3 separate regions of the Sus scrofa genome follow, and regions 2 and 3 are each linked to region 1. A link is a contact called in public Hi-C and promoter capture Hi-C data. All regions are on one chromosome and are shown on one strand. Each heading gives the region's core, a stretch centred on a gene start, on an enhancer-like site or on the middle of the called end of the contact. The rest is flanking DNA. Distances are from core to core; before and after follow the strand shown.

Region 1 (4,672 bases), core at 648-3,147:
AAGCAGGGGAGAGGGATACTGATCACTCCTAGAGGCTGGGTTTTATTATTACAGAAGTAACACATATAAAAAAGTCAAAGGGCACAGGATTCTGTACAGGAAAATGTGCCCCATATCCCCAGTTCCACTGCCCAAAAGTCACCAGAGCTTTGGGGACACTGTTATAGAATTTCTCCACGCATAGAGCCCCCCCCGTTTTTTTAAATATTCATACATAAATGTACATATACATAACAAATGGGAACCTCTTACATACACTGTAGTATATTTGATTATTGACTATTTTGGCTGCACCTGTGGCATGTAGAAGTTCCCAGGCCAGGAACCGAACTCGTGCCACTGCGGTATCCAGAGCCACAGGGGTAACAACGCCATATCCTTCACCTGCTAAGCCACCAGGAAACGCTATGTACTTTATTTTTTTTAATTTAATAATAATTATAAAAATCTTTCCAAAATATCGCCACATTGACTTCTGTCGGATGCATAGTATACAGTAGATGGACCATAACTCGTTTAACCAGTCTCCCGTTAGTGGACGCTTGTTTCAGAGTTTTGCCATTATAAATGTTGCTGACCAGATTGGCTTGTATGTCTGTCTGTGTGCACATGGACCAGTGCATCTGCAGGAGGAATTACAGACTTGGACTTACTCGGTGGAATAATGCGTTAAATACGTAAGCCGTGCCCTCGGCATTTATACTCTCCCAACAGGATCAAGGCTGCCTTTTGAACTCAGTTTCCCATTGGGAGCCACAACAATTTGCTTTCTTTCCTATTCTCTATTCCTGTTCCTGTGTAAGTGTGGGTTTCTGTTCAGAGCAAGCACGACATAGAAGCAGGTGGATGGTGATCTGCTTCAGTGCAATACTGTGGGGTGTTGAAAGCGCATCACCAGCCAAAGTTGGGTCTTATCGCTGAGAACATGCCAGCAATGATGATCGCTTTAAGGTGTGGGTCTAGCGAGCTCTCAGGCGGTGAGGGAGATAGCTGAGGAGCTCTGGGGAGAAAGACGCGGGCGGGCATGCAGCTAGGAGTACAGAGGCCAGCCCTTGAGATCACAAGCGGCAGAGAAGTTATTCCACCACAAAGACAGGAGGGACTTTGAAGCTCGTTGGAAATAGAAAGACACCTTATGTAAGGGCAGGAAAAGGTCCAAATTCAGGGCTCATTCAATATCCTGTGATTTCTAACCACCCACTGCTATATCTAACACTTCCCCTCTTGGGATCTTAAAAAAAAAACCAAAAAAAAAAAAAAAAACCGCCTTAGAATATGGCGATGGTTTTACTTTTTTCTCATGTTATCTGTTGTACATTGTCTGGTGCCCAGCAAGCCGCTTGGATAATTGCTTGGGACCAAGGAGCAGATTTGCCTGCCCAGACTCCTGCCTGCCGTCTGCTGTAGACGCAGAGTCCCTTGGATCAGAGGACCCGGCCCGTTGGAACCTTGCCCCCCCTGCACCGTGAAAGGGCTGCTCAGAAGCCCAAACCTCAGCCTCCGTCCAGGGCACAGCCCCTGCCCAGCCTTCTCAGCAAGGCTGTCTTGGAAGTAGGCAGCACCCCCTCCTGGGCTAAATCCAAATGTTTTCTGTTTGTTCCCGAGTCATCCAGGATAATAACCTCGCTCTGGCAAGTTCTGCCCCATCACTGCCCCCTCCTGGCCCCTTCTGTTGTTTATTTGAACCGTGCTCTGGACTGTTGGCACATCAGTTTATATTGGACATTGGAATTTCCAGATAAGGTTTGTCAGGAAGCCAGAACCTATTTGCATACTTTGTGTACGATGCCAGGGCAAGGGGGTGAATGAAAATAAAATCTCGCAGTTAGTATAGGTAAGGAACGTGAAGAATGAAGGATGAAAGGCAAACGAAATACCATTATAAACAAGTACAAGACAACAGAAGGGCTAACGGAACCCTACTTGGGCCAGGAGTCTTGGCGTGGTGCGCTGATGTCTGTCACCTGCAGTCTGTTCATGAAACGGCATCTGCTGGGAAGGGGGTGCTCAAGGCACGCACCCCTAAAAAGTCAGCTACTGGAAGTTTCTTTTACGGAACCAAGGACATCACACTGCAAATGTCAAGCCTTTAGGAACCTCTACCACCTGTGTTCTGTGCTTCCCGTTCTGTTCTTCTCTTTGCTTCATTAGACATTCGTATTGCAGCGAAATTTGCAGCGAATTCTGTGTTCTGTGCTTTCTGTTCTGTTCTTCTCTTTGCTCCATTAGACGTTTGTATCGCAAGGAAATTTGTAGTGAATTAATAAGAGGTTTTTAGTGGTACCTTCTCCTCGGTGTTTCTGGTAGCACCATTTATGCCGATGGGCACGTATGTTCTGCTTTAACCTAACTCCAGCTGCTTGCTAAAGACCATGGGCATTGTTCATGTTCTCTTAGGAGTCCAAAATGATGGTTTTACTTGCTCGATTTTCAGGAGAGCAACAGAAATAACTCTCAGTGGGTCCTTACCTGAAGCCGGGCACAAACTCAAATTAGATTCTTTCATCCCAGCCTCATAGTTACCTGATGAGATGAGAACTATGTTTATTATCCCTGTTTATACAGATGAGGAGTTGAAGGTTCAGAGATGTTGCGTGACTTTCTAGGGGCGGGGGTGGAGTCCGAACTCAAAGTCTAGCTCTCTCAGGGCCTGGTTTTTATCTACAGTGCATAAGGTGCATTTTAGCATTTGCAAATGATGAATAAATGTGAGACCCCACACCTAAGGAAATAATCCTGTCGTCAGGGCTGGTTTCATAAAGATGTGATTTGCGCATCATGAAACTGAGCTAGGGAGGAGGTAAAGAATTTCTGACGTCTCGGGAGTGTTCTGAAATAGAGGAGGTTGTCAGAACAGGAGTGGCTGCCCATGCACCCAGCACAGACTGCAGGGTCAGAGCCAGGGCTCTGCGAATGCTTACCATGTTCCAGAAAGTGCTGTCCTTGAAACCAACACATTGTGTCATTGAATCCTCACGACAGTCTTCAATGTATAAGACAGGCTCAGAACGGCAAAGCAGCTTGCCCAGGGTCACACAGCCAGTGATTGGTGGAGTCAGGACCCTTGGCCGCTGCTCCCCTGAACTCCTCTCGGGTGCCCTAGGGGAGCTCCTCAGAGCCGCACTTTCTCAGCCTGTGAGCGAAAAAAGTCAGATTGTCCCCATTGCCCCTGGCCCCTTGAACACGTGTCCCAGTGTGTCGCAGAGGGTCCCCTCTGAAATGGGCCTGGTGGACAAGAGGTCAGAATGTGCCAGGACTCTGGTGTGTGCGCTGGGAGAAGTTCCTGCTCCCGAGGGTTTGAAAACCCAGACTGGCCCTAGAAGTATCCTTCCAAGGCCCAGGAGAAGACCTTAAGTCTGTAAACAGTGTCCTCTCGTTGTCTTTGGAAGCAGGAATGGGTCTTGTAACTTCCTAGCACCTTGCTGTGCTGCTCACACCATTGATCCTTAAGAGACCTAAGGAAAGAAGCAAGAACTAGATGGATGGATGGATGGAGGCTGGACAGGGAGAAGAAGCGCCTGTGTTTGGGTAGGAGTCTGACTAAGAACCTCTTCCCACCAGATGCGTATATAAAATAATGGTTCTGGTGGCTCTTGTGAAAAATACCCATAGCATATATTTTCAACTGGATTTTGAGTGTGGGGCTTTGGAGACAGGCTACCTGGGTTCAAATTCTTGCTCTGCCACTTATGGCTAATTTTCTGCGGCAGGTCATGGAACCTCACTGGGTCTCGTATCTGTTGTACTGCTGTTGTGCGTTTAGGCAGGTGATGCGCCTGGATCCAGGGAGCATTTGCTAAGTGCCAGGTATAATTACTGCCATCCCAGCGTGCCAGGCTTGCTGGAATCAGTGCAGCCGCTGCAGGGAACTGCTCCCCTTGGCAAGTGAGTGTAAAATTCTCAGTCCCAAGTTGAACCCAAACGTAGAGCATCAAGCACCTGGCCCCAAGTGTAATTTCCTCCTGCAGCTCATTGCAGCCGTGAGGAGCTCGCAGGGGAGGGCAGCGCAGCAGCCCCGTAATTTCCAGAGTCCTCCTCCTAGACTGACACATAATTGTCAGATTGTTTTACGAGAGCAGCTTCCTGCCCCCTTCCTGCCTCGCTTCCAAATGTGCTCCTTCCCGAGGAAGCCTCACTTCTCCCTCTGGCCCTTAATCGCTCCTTTCCTGCCCGCCCCGGGGCCGGCCCCGTTTCCTAAATCACTCGGAATTGGCTTCCAGCGCCGGCGCCCAGGGTGGGCTGCAGGAGAGGGCGCGTTTGTTCTAAGTGGCTTGTGACCCAGAGGTCAGAGATGCTTCCATTCCGTTTGATGTCTTTCCCAGGGGGCCTTCCTTCACCCACCCCGTCTCCTTCCCTCCTGAGCTGACTTTAAATTCTAAGGTCAGGAACTGATTAAGAAACTGAGTCCTGCTGCTTTTCCTAAGCAGTGTGGAGGTCCCCGGGGATGGGGGGTGCTGGAGCGGGTGGGAGCAGCAGGGCAGGAGCCCTTGGCCCCTCGCATTTCAAACTGCGCTCTCAATGACTGAGCCCAGAGATTCCTCTCCGTCTGGGCCTTCCCCTCCAAAAGCCCACCCTTAAAAGGAAATGATAAGTCCTCACATTTTTAGCTTAATTTTTCCCATTTGAGGGATTTCAGAGGAAGCAACACAGGGCGTTGTGTATTTTCACTGCT
Region 2 (4,672 bases), core at 816-3,315, 480 kb before region 1:
GAAAGTTACATAAACTCAAACTTCAAAAGTTCTACTGGCAGATGGCCACGCTCATTTTTGTTTGTCTATGGCTGCTTCTGAGCTACAAGAGCAGCGTTAAGTAGTTGAAACAGAAGCTGCACAGCCGGTGAAGGGTAAAACAGTTACTACTGGGCGGTCAACAGAAAAAGCTTGAAGACGCCTGCCATGGTGGACGGGCCACTGAGGCAAGCCCACTGCACTTCTGAAAGAATCAGAACATTTGCCTCGATGAGCTGGGGTCAAAATAGCTTCCCATAAGGCAACATTCTGACTTTCCCCCCAAAGAAACGGGGACTGTTTTTTTCACTTAGGTCCTGTGTTGAGTGAAGCCTCACATGAGATGCTTTAAATGACCCTCTTCTCAATTCTCCCAAGGGTGATGCTGAGGTGCGCTCTAGAGCCAGAGCAGGGCAATTGATTCATTACAGAAAATGTGTGCCTGAGGGTATTAGGATTTCATTTTGTTCAGGAAACTTGGCTGAACAAAGGCAACACCCGGATATGGCCTAAAAATCAAAAAGCTTTTCCTGCCCAACCAAGATCCCTTCTACTCCAGGACCCTTCAGAACCAGGCAGCAACACAACCAACCCAGAGAGAAAGCTGGCTCCCCTGTCTTGTATGTCCGGAGGACAGGCAAGTTGATCACTCGTAGGGCCAGCGCCTCAGAGCCCTCCTTAAAGACCTCTGGTTGACGAAGCCTACTTATCTGGCCCCTGAAAAGCCCCTGATGCCCACGCCCACCCCTTCCCCATCCAGTAACGCACCGGTGGGGAGCCCCAGCGTGAAGTACTTGTCTGGCCCTGGGTTAAACTGGATGATGCGGTTCCTGATGTATTTGGCCGCCCACTCACTGGCCTGGGAGTAGTGGTCCAGGATGATGAGCTTCATCTTGTTCTGCAGAGGCAGGTGGCAAAAGATAAGGGGCAGGGAGAAGGGGGTGGAGGTGGTTAGGTGGAGGGGAGAAGGTCCTGGCACCCAGCAGCGCCCTCTCTCCACGCGGTCCGAGCCAGGAAGAGGAAGACGCTTTCAGTTCAGGAGCATTAACAGGCTGGGCCAAATGCCTCCACCACCCACTCCGAGGTGCTGCTTTGAGAGGGCTGCACCCTCAGCACATGGAGGTTCCCAGGCTAGGGGTCTAACTGGAACTATAGTAGCCGCCGGCCTAAACCACAGCCACAGCAACAAGGGATCCAAGCCATGTCTGCGACCTACACCACAGTTCGGGGCAACGGCGGATCCTTAACCCACTGAGCGAGGCCAGAGATCGAACCCGCAACCTCATGGTTCCTTGTTGGATTCATTAACCACTGAGCCACAACAGGAACTCCAAGACCTGGTTTCCAATCTCTGTTCTTCCATTTATCAACTGCAGGACCTTGGTTAAAGGAGCAAAATTCTCTGAGCCCGTTTTCGAAATCTTACTGAAAAGAGCACCTACCTGACAAATTTCACGATAGTGAGTATTAGATGAGAAATTGCATGTAAACCACATAATATGTTGACAATTATCTTGTGGCTCGACCCAGGCCCCCTTCCCCGCCCCTCGACAGCCACCTGGCTGGATACTCTACCCGTGGACTCTTCCTCGATAAACAGAAGGGCCACGGGGTCACCCTGGATCACTCGGGCAGGTGGGGGCCCGGAGAGGGGTGCTCTTAGTACCACAGAGGGGTGTTCCCCCTGGCCTGCTTCGCTTTGCGGATCCCCAGTTCCCCCCAAAGAGCACAGGCTAAAGGTAATGGCTCAGGAAGGAGGGCGTTCGTTCCCCGCTGCCTGCGGTCAAATGAGAGTGGGAAGGCCCGCGGGGAGGTGGCCAGATCGGCGGGGTACAGGGGTATTCCCCCCCCCCCCCGCTGGCGAGCCCATTGCCCCCACCCCCCGGGGAAGGGGTCTGCGCGGATCGCTGGGGGTCCCGGCGCCAGGGCGCCAGAGGCTGGGGCAGTGCCTGGCCCCCCCCGCCCGCGGGGAGGGTCCCCGCGGACCCGGCTCCCCACTTACGCGGACGCCTCCCGCGGCGGCTGCGGCGACACGGCGCTGGCGGCCCCGCCCCGCGCAGGTCACGTGGCTGCAGGTCACGCGATGCCGCGCCCGCCCGCGGGCCGAGTCTGGGCCCGCGGTTCCCAGGAGGCCTGTGCCCGGCGGGCCGGGGGCCCTCCTCCCCGGCTCGGCTCAGGGGCCAGGGCCCAGGCAGAGCCTGGGGGGCGGGCCTTGGAGACTGCTTTGGGGGAGGACGGAGACTTGGGGGCCCCGGGTACCCCCGGGAGTGCAGCCCCGCAGGACCGGGGGCTGGGGCCGGGGTTTTAGGGCTGGGGCGGGGCGGGGCGGGGAAGGGGAGCAGATTGCTTCCTTTAGAGTTGGGCTTGGCTCTGCCTTCAGTTTATTTATTTATTTTTAGATGTCATTTATTTATCCAGATGTTACTGCTTTTTCGTTTTAAGTATAATTGGATTTTTTTCTGCTTTTTTTTAAAAAAATCAATCTTTGCAGCAGTATTACCTGGAGAATAAGGTAGCCCCTGGTCTCCTGCACTCCCCACTGCAAAATAATCATTGCTAAGGGTTGAGGCTACATCCTCAGCGGTTTTACATGAGTATCTTTGCATTGTATTTTACAGAAATGAGAACACACTATGTGTGCTGGTCGCAGTCAGCTGGCGGCCACATCCTGCAGGTCTGGTGGGTCGGCTCACCCCTCTTCCTGGGCCCCTTTGTGGCTCCAGACCAGCCTGAGAGAGTGGGCTTTGTCTGGTGAGACCATTACTTTTACAGTTCGAGGGACTCATTCTTTGGCCTCAGGTGTTGGTGGGGTGTGTGTGTGTGTGTAATTCAGTCAGAAATCTCATCTCAGCCTGAGGATTGCAGATTTTTGCAGTGACTCATTCTTTGGCCTCAGGTGTTGGTGGTGGGGTGGGTGGGTGTGTGTGTTTAGTTCAGTCAGAAATCTCATCTCAGCCTGGGGATTGCAGATTTTTGCAGTGAGGTTCCCACCCCTGACGCTTCAGATAGCACAGGTTGGGTCTGCAGCAGTTGGAGTCTTTCCAGAAAGTGACTTCATGTGACCTCAATTGGGCCTGGTTCCCAGTTACCCTTTCTGTAGGGAACCAATGCAGATGTCCGTTAAGCCTGGAGGCTCTGGGGTCAGCTTGGGGACTAAGAAAAACACCTGGGTTTGAATTCTGGTCTAGCCAGTATCCACTTCTCCAGTGAATGACTCAAGCAAAGGATTCACTTGCTCCAGCTCTCAATTTTCTTGTCTTGGAAATTAAGTACAAATTAAGTAATACTGACCTCCTGTGGCTATTGTGAGTATTAAATGAAACACTTCCATATCTGTGGTTCAGAATGCATACATTCAGCCAACCTTGGATGGAAAGTTTTTTCCAAATACTTTCCAAAGTTCCAAAAAAGCAAAGCTTGAATTTTCTGTGAGCCTGGCAACTGTTTACATAGCATTTACATTGAATTAGGTATTATAAGAAATCTAGGCGTTCCCGGTCGTGGCTCAGTGGTTAACGAATCCGACTAGGAACCATGAGGTTGTGAGTTCGATCCCTGGCCTCGCTCAGTGAGCTGTGGTGTAGGTTGCAGGTGCGGCTCGGATCCCGCGTTGCTGTGGCTCTGGTGTAGGCCGGTGGCTACAGCTCCGATTGGACCCCTAGCCTGGGAACCTCCATATGCCACGGGTGTGGCCCTAGAAAAGATAAAAAATAAATAAATAAATCTAGAGGTTATTTAACGTATTTGTCATCGTGGCTCAGTGGTTAATGAATCTGACTAGCATCCATGAAGATACGGGTTTGATCCTTGGCCTCACTCAGTGGGTTAAGGATCCGGTGTTGCCCTGAGCTGTGGTGTAGGTCACAAACTCGGCTTGGATCTGGTGTTGCTGTGGCTGTGGTGTAAGCCGACAGCTGTAGCTCCGATTGGACCCCTAGCCTGGGACCCTCATATGCCGTGGATGTGAACGTAAAAAGTAAAAACAAACAAAAAAAAGTATTTGGGAGGGTGTAAGTAGGTTATGTGCAAATATTGTCATTTCTCGTGTAAAGACTTGAGCATGTGTGGATTTTGGTATTGGGGGTCCTGCAACCAATCCCCTGGGGAATGCAATGGCTGACGTAGCAAAGCGTGGCACTCATGGCTAGCCATGGTGCCCTTACTTCCTCTCCCCCTCCTTAGGGCTCGCCCTCTAACCCCGAAATGCTCTCAACCCTGACCTTTGCCCTCGTGCTCTGCCCACCCCATGCCTGGTTTTAAACAGGGACCCACACCCATCCTTCCAGCCCTTGTTTTGGAACTGAAGCTGGCTAAATTAAAGACTTGTGAGCTCTCCTTCTCCCCCCCCCCAATATTTCGTCTGTGAGTTTGTCTACGCATCCTCTTTCCTTCCTGCCCTGAATGCAGATGTGATGCCTAGAGCTGAGGAAGCCATATGATAACTGAGGCCACAAGCATGAAAGTAGAGCAGAGGAAGAAAGAGCTCGGGTCCTTGCTGTTTGACCAGTGCTAACCTCCTACTTCTGGGCTTCCTCTAAAGAAATAGTAAACATCTGTGTGGGTCTTCTCTGAGCCACTGTTGGTGGAGTTGTGACTTGAGCTTCAAAACATGACTCACTGTGACAGCACACGACTCGGGTCTTCCTTGGGGTTT
Region 3 (4,672 bases), core at 831-3,330, 350 kb before region 1:
CGGCCTCTACGACCTGTCTGAATCTGGTTCGTGGCGAAAGCTCATGATGAATTCAGGAAGAGCATGCAAGATGTAGCTTGGTAATTTTCATGCTTTTTAGGTATTTAGTGTCATCTTTCCAGGCCTTCTGTAGACGATTTGAGGGGTGATGAGAGATGTAACAGAATGCACATAGGTTTCCATAGATGATTGGTGCACTTCAAAAATTTTGTTTTGCACGTCTTTAAGCCTAAATAGCACTTAGAAAAGCCTGTAAGGCAGATAAGGTGGATTGAGTGAGACCATTTGCTAAACTGCCAGTACCAAAGGAAAGTACTTAAGGCTTAACTTTCCCTTTGCAGATATATATGTACCTTTTTTTTTTTTTTTTTTTTTTTGCTTTTTAAGGCCACACCCCACAGCATATGGAGGTTCTCAGGCTAAGGGTCGAATCAGAGCTACAGCTATCAGCCTATACCACAGCAACACAGGATCCCAGCCGCATCTGTGACCTGCACCACAGCTCATGGCAATGCCGGATCCTTCACCCACTGAGCGAGGCCAGGGATCGAACCCACAACCTCACGGTTCCTGGTCAGATTCGTTTCCGCCGCGCCACAACGGGAACTCCAGTAACTTTGGCACGTGTGTGGTTGTACTCCTTCAGAGCACCCACAACAAGTGCTCTTTGACAGGGAACTTCAGGTTCCCCACAGGCTCTGCTGCTAAAGTGGGGGGCGTCTCAGCTGCGCCAGGAATTCTTGAACGTGAAGGTAAGTGCAGGTTGAGAGTAGAAACTTTTCTGGAGGAAAAGAGAGCTCCAGAAACGGATTCTAGATCATTCTAAAAAGAGGCTCTCGGGAACAAACACGACTAGGATCCATGAGGATGCAGGTTCGATCCCTGGCCTCGCTCAGTGGGTTAGGGATCCAGTGTTGCCGTGAGCTGTGGTGTAGGTCGAAGATGCAGCTCGGATCCCTCGCTGCTGTGGCTGTGGTGTAGGCCAGTGGCTACAGCTCCAATTCGACCTCTAGCCTGGGAACCTCCATGTGCCTCGGGTGTGGCCTTAAAAAGCAAAAAAAATAAAATAAAAAGAGGTTCTTTTAGAACCCAGTCCATTCTCTTGCCTACAAGTCTATGACCTGGAAAGACTGCTCTTCAGACCATCTGAGTGGAGGGCATCTTCCTGGGGACAGTTGCCCTGTCGGGCCATTTGAAAGCGTCCCATCTGCTGCGTGGCATTTTGATCAGCTCAGCCCTCTCGTTATAGGGGCTAATTTGTCATTTGTAGACTAGATGTATCACTCAAGTTTTGTTTGGATCCCCGTTTTTGCTTAAAAGTCTTTTTTTCTCTGCCAAAAGAGCCTTGCTTTCCGATTTTGAGAGTTTTAATTCACGTGGCAACGCGACTACAATATAAACGTAAGTGCAAGTCTTTTAAACCTGACTCTAGAGTCTACGAAGCATAGAGAATCCTCTTGCATTTGGGGCAGGATTTCATCCAGGGCAGAAACGGAGATGTGGCTGCGGGAGAGAGTGCGCTGCTCCTCCTGCTCTAAAAGGGATTCATTTTTGTCATTTATGTGAGAATTGAAATGCTTCACCAACGTCCTAATCCTTGTGTGACGGCAGGTTTCTAAACACCAAAACTGAGAAAAGTGGTTTCCTTAAGTCTTACAAAGACAAATCTTGGACCGCTGGGAAGATGGTATTCATTGCTGTTCATTACTGGTCTGGAAGCTTCACCCGGTCCGTCAAGAGCTTCAAAACAAAACAAAACACCCACCCTCAAATAGAGAGGGTGACTTCTCGCCCCGAAGCATTGTCAGCTCAACTGCAGAACTGAGGAAGTGCTGCCTTTGCCTCTGAAAGCCGCCTGACTGTCTCCTGAAGTTCCTCCGGAGCTGCACCCAGTTTTCACCTTGCTGGTTGGGGTCCCTTTTGCCGAGAGCGCCGTCCCCCCTTGAAGCCCGAACTTCCTGAGCTGGGCGGAGGGGACGGGAGCCAACCTATTATCGTAGCTCGGCTCCAGTTACACTTGACGAAGCAGCCTTCTTGGCATTTGCACTAGAGTCAGCCTAAAATGTGCCCTCAGTGAGGTTTTCGAAAGAATTTTGCCGGTTGCTTCCTGATTCCATGTCTGTCTGGACAGGACGTTTCTCAGGCTGTATTTGGCAGTCGCTGGGGGGAGAGGTCTTTCTGGCCGTTCGAGTGTGCTGGTTTTTTCCTCTGATTATCGACAGTGAGGATTATATTCATGATGTATTTCCAGTTTGTATTTTAACTGGGGTTGCAGGCATATTACTAAGCAAGATCAGTGCTTTTCCTACCTGTAACTGCTGGCATTATTTGTTTCTCTAGAGTTCTTTTAAATAGTGGGCATTGGTGGGCAAGAGAAAGCAAAGTTAGCAGTCCGCTTTTTTCTAGGCTTGGCTCGGTGACTCTCAGACCTGCAGTCCGTGCCCCCACGGTCATGTGTGTGAGAAAGCCTTCTTGGGGGTAGTTGTACATGTCTTTCCTCTGGCCGCATTTGTCGGGGGTGGGGGGGTTCATCTGTATGTAGGTCTCCCAACTCCTTTTGGCCTTAAGGCCGTCTCTAGATCTAGGTGTTGAAACCAGACTTATGTTGTTCCCTTTTGTGGGGGCTGCATGCAGAAGTTCCCAGGCCGGGGACTGACCTCGAGCCATAGCGGTGACAACACTGGATCCTAAACCCACTGAGCCACCAGGGAACTCCCTCATGGGCATTTTCCTAGTACCCGTCCTGTGGGATTATAATTGGTCACATCGGGTTCCTGCAGCAGTTCCCCAGAGCTTCCAGAGAAGGGTCATGGGTAAGTACTCCTCTCAGACCTTCACTTTCCAGAGAAGACAGCTACAGAGCAGGTTTACCTACTTCAGATGAAGAGTTAATTGCTAGCTGGATAACATTAATGACACATTTTAGTTGGATAAAATTAATAATAAAATTAATGATTTTATTAAATTAATAAAATTCATATTTGTTTTATTTTTATATTTTTATAATTTTATGTTTTATGATTTTATTATTAAATTAATAATAACTTATCAATATATAATCAATAGTTGGATAAAATTAAGAACTATTTTGTTTCCATGTAGGGCTTCTCAAAGCGCATGCTACCATATTCTTTTTATGGTAAGACCACGGAAAGGAATGTGTCTGCAGAGCCACGAGGAGAGTAATTTCTAAGTATTTGCTTGGCTAAGAGGGATTGTGGACTCTTCCTTGGAGGCCTTTAAAAACAGGAGTTCCCGTCGTGGCACAGTGGTTAACGAATCCGACTCGGAACCATGAGGTTGCGGGTTCGATCCCTGGCCTCGCTCAGTGGGTGAAGGATCCGGCGTTGCCGTGAGCTGTGGTGTAGGTCACAGACGCGGCTCGGATCCCGCATTGCTGTGGGGGTGGTATAGACCAGCAGCTACAGCTCCGATTCGACCCCTAGCCTGGGAACCTCCATATGCCGTGGGTGCAGCCCTAAAAAGCAAAAAATAAAATAAAAATATATATATAGGGTAGCTCTTCCTCTGCTTGCAGCGGTTTAAGGGTAAAGGAAAAGGAGTGGATTAGCAGGCCCCTCAGGTCCCCAGGAGCTCTAGAGGTGTGTATGTGGCCCACGTCCGTGGCAGACTGTCCGTGGCAGTTCGTTTGGCAGATGCCACGTCTGCCGCTCCCTTGGCTGTGGGGCCCTTCTGCGAGCCCTGCCCTCCGTAGGCCGCGGGAGGGAAGGGAGCATGTCTGTACCGTAAACCTAATTCGGGCGGCGGATGACCTGCTACTACATTAGAAAAAAAATCCAGTAACCCAAAACGTTGTGCTTTGTCCGAATCCCCAAATGAGGAACCACAAAAGCCCCTTCTAGAGTCTGAAGTCATCTTCAACCTTTGTATGTCAGGAAGGAATTTTATTTAGATGTCATTCCCTCACGTTAGCTGTAAGAATCCTTTTCCTAAGGAACCGAGGGAGGAGGAAAGAAAGATGAGGTGGGTGGGAAGGGCCTGGGGGGAAGGAAGTCTGACTTGGGAGAGGCCGAGGGAAGAGAGAGCAGATCGGTTCCTTTGGTTCTTGGCTGCTGCTCGAATCCTCCCGACACCCCAGGATAAGACGGCCAGCGAATTGCCAGGAGCCCCCGTAAAGGAGGATTGGCCTCAGCTGAAGAATAAATCTGAAGAGTGACTACAGGTTTTTTTTTTTTTTTTTAATTCCTCCTTTATCCGAGTCACTTTTCTGTACATATGGTTTTGTCTCCACAAAGTGGCTGGATAGCTTCTTGAGAGGTGTTCTTAAAACAATGAAGACGAAGGAAGAAAAGAAAAAAAATGTCTGAAATGCGAAAGACGCTTTTCCCCCCACTGTAACATTTATGTAAGAGTGTGATGAACTGATTCACTGGGCTGTGGTTTAAACTATAAAAAAAAAAAAAAAAAAAAAAAAAAAAAAAGATGAATAGCTTTTACGGTGGCGTTTTTATATGAGTGGCTGACTGCTAGCAGTGCGTGGACCGTTTTAAAGCCCCATTTGGTCTTCCGGGGGCGGGGGCACTGTAAGTCGTCTGAGCGCAGACCCTGTACTCACGACAAATTACGATGTTTGTGCCTTGGTGCCAGTTTCAGTCGTGTCCTCCTTGGGTGCTTGTTTTCACATAGTACGTGATCCATCCAAAAGCAGTAT

Evidence for each region. Promoter capture Hi-C pulls out the DNA fragments that hold promoters and counts their contacts. A called contact is a pair of places that touch in the nucleus more often than the background predicts.
Region 2: a contact with region 1 is called in a promoter capture Hi-C map of liver, with 7 times the contacts expected there. The contact joins the promoter of GNPDA1 here to the enhancer-like site in region 1. A contact is called at or near these places in 1 of 5 promoter capture datasets (liver) and 5 of 47 Hi-C or Micro-C datasets (embryonic fibroblasts, mesenteric adipose tissue, retroperitoneal adipose tissue and 2 more).
Region 3: a contact with region 1 is called in a Hi-C map of subcutaneous adipose tissue, with 4 times the contacts expected there. The contact joins two enhancer-like sites. A contact is called at or near these places in 1 of 5 promoter capture datasets (liver), 20 of 47 Hi-C or Micro-C datasets (alveolar macrophages, brain, embryonic fibroblasts and 12 more) and 1 of 2 datasets of contacts at active chromatin or transcription factors (skeletal muscle).

What each region holds. Positions count from the first base shown.
Region 1 is chr2:144,090,869-144,095,540 of Sscrofa11.1, forward strand. No RefSeq gene overlaps it. Among named protein-coding and RNA genes, the nearest start is that of FGF1, 150 kb to the right of the region's middle. Within about 2 kb of position 1,898, at least 12 of the 83 cell types and tissues checked have an H3K27ac peak or open chromatin away from gene starts, as enhancers often do. A contact at or near this core is called in liver, retroperitoneal adipose tissue and subcutaneous adipose tissue, where this site is marked.
Region 2 is chr2:143,613,972-143,618,643 of Sscrofa11.1, forward strand. GNPDA1 (glucosamine-6-phosphate deaminase 1) reads right to left here and starts at 2,066. Exons shown (of 7, transcript NM_001244093.1): 1 at 2,021-2,066; 2 at 787-916. The coding sequence starts at 910. LOC106509594 (a long non-coding RNA gene) reads left to right here. Exons shown (of 3, transcript XR_002341961.1): 2 at 1,395-1,478.
Region 3 is chr2:143,736,936-143,741,607 of Sscrofa11.1, forward strand. No RefSeq gene overlaps it. Among named protein-coding and RNA genes, the nearest start is that of NDFIP1, 50 kb to the left of the region's middle. Within about 2 kb of position 2,081, at least 8 of the 83 cell types and tissues checked have an H3K27ac peak or open chromatin away from gene starts, as enhancers often do. A contact at or near this core is called in liver and subcutaneous adipose tissue, where this site is marked.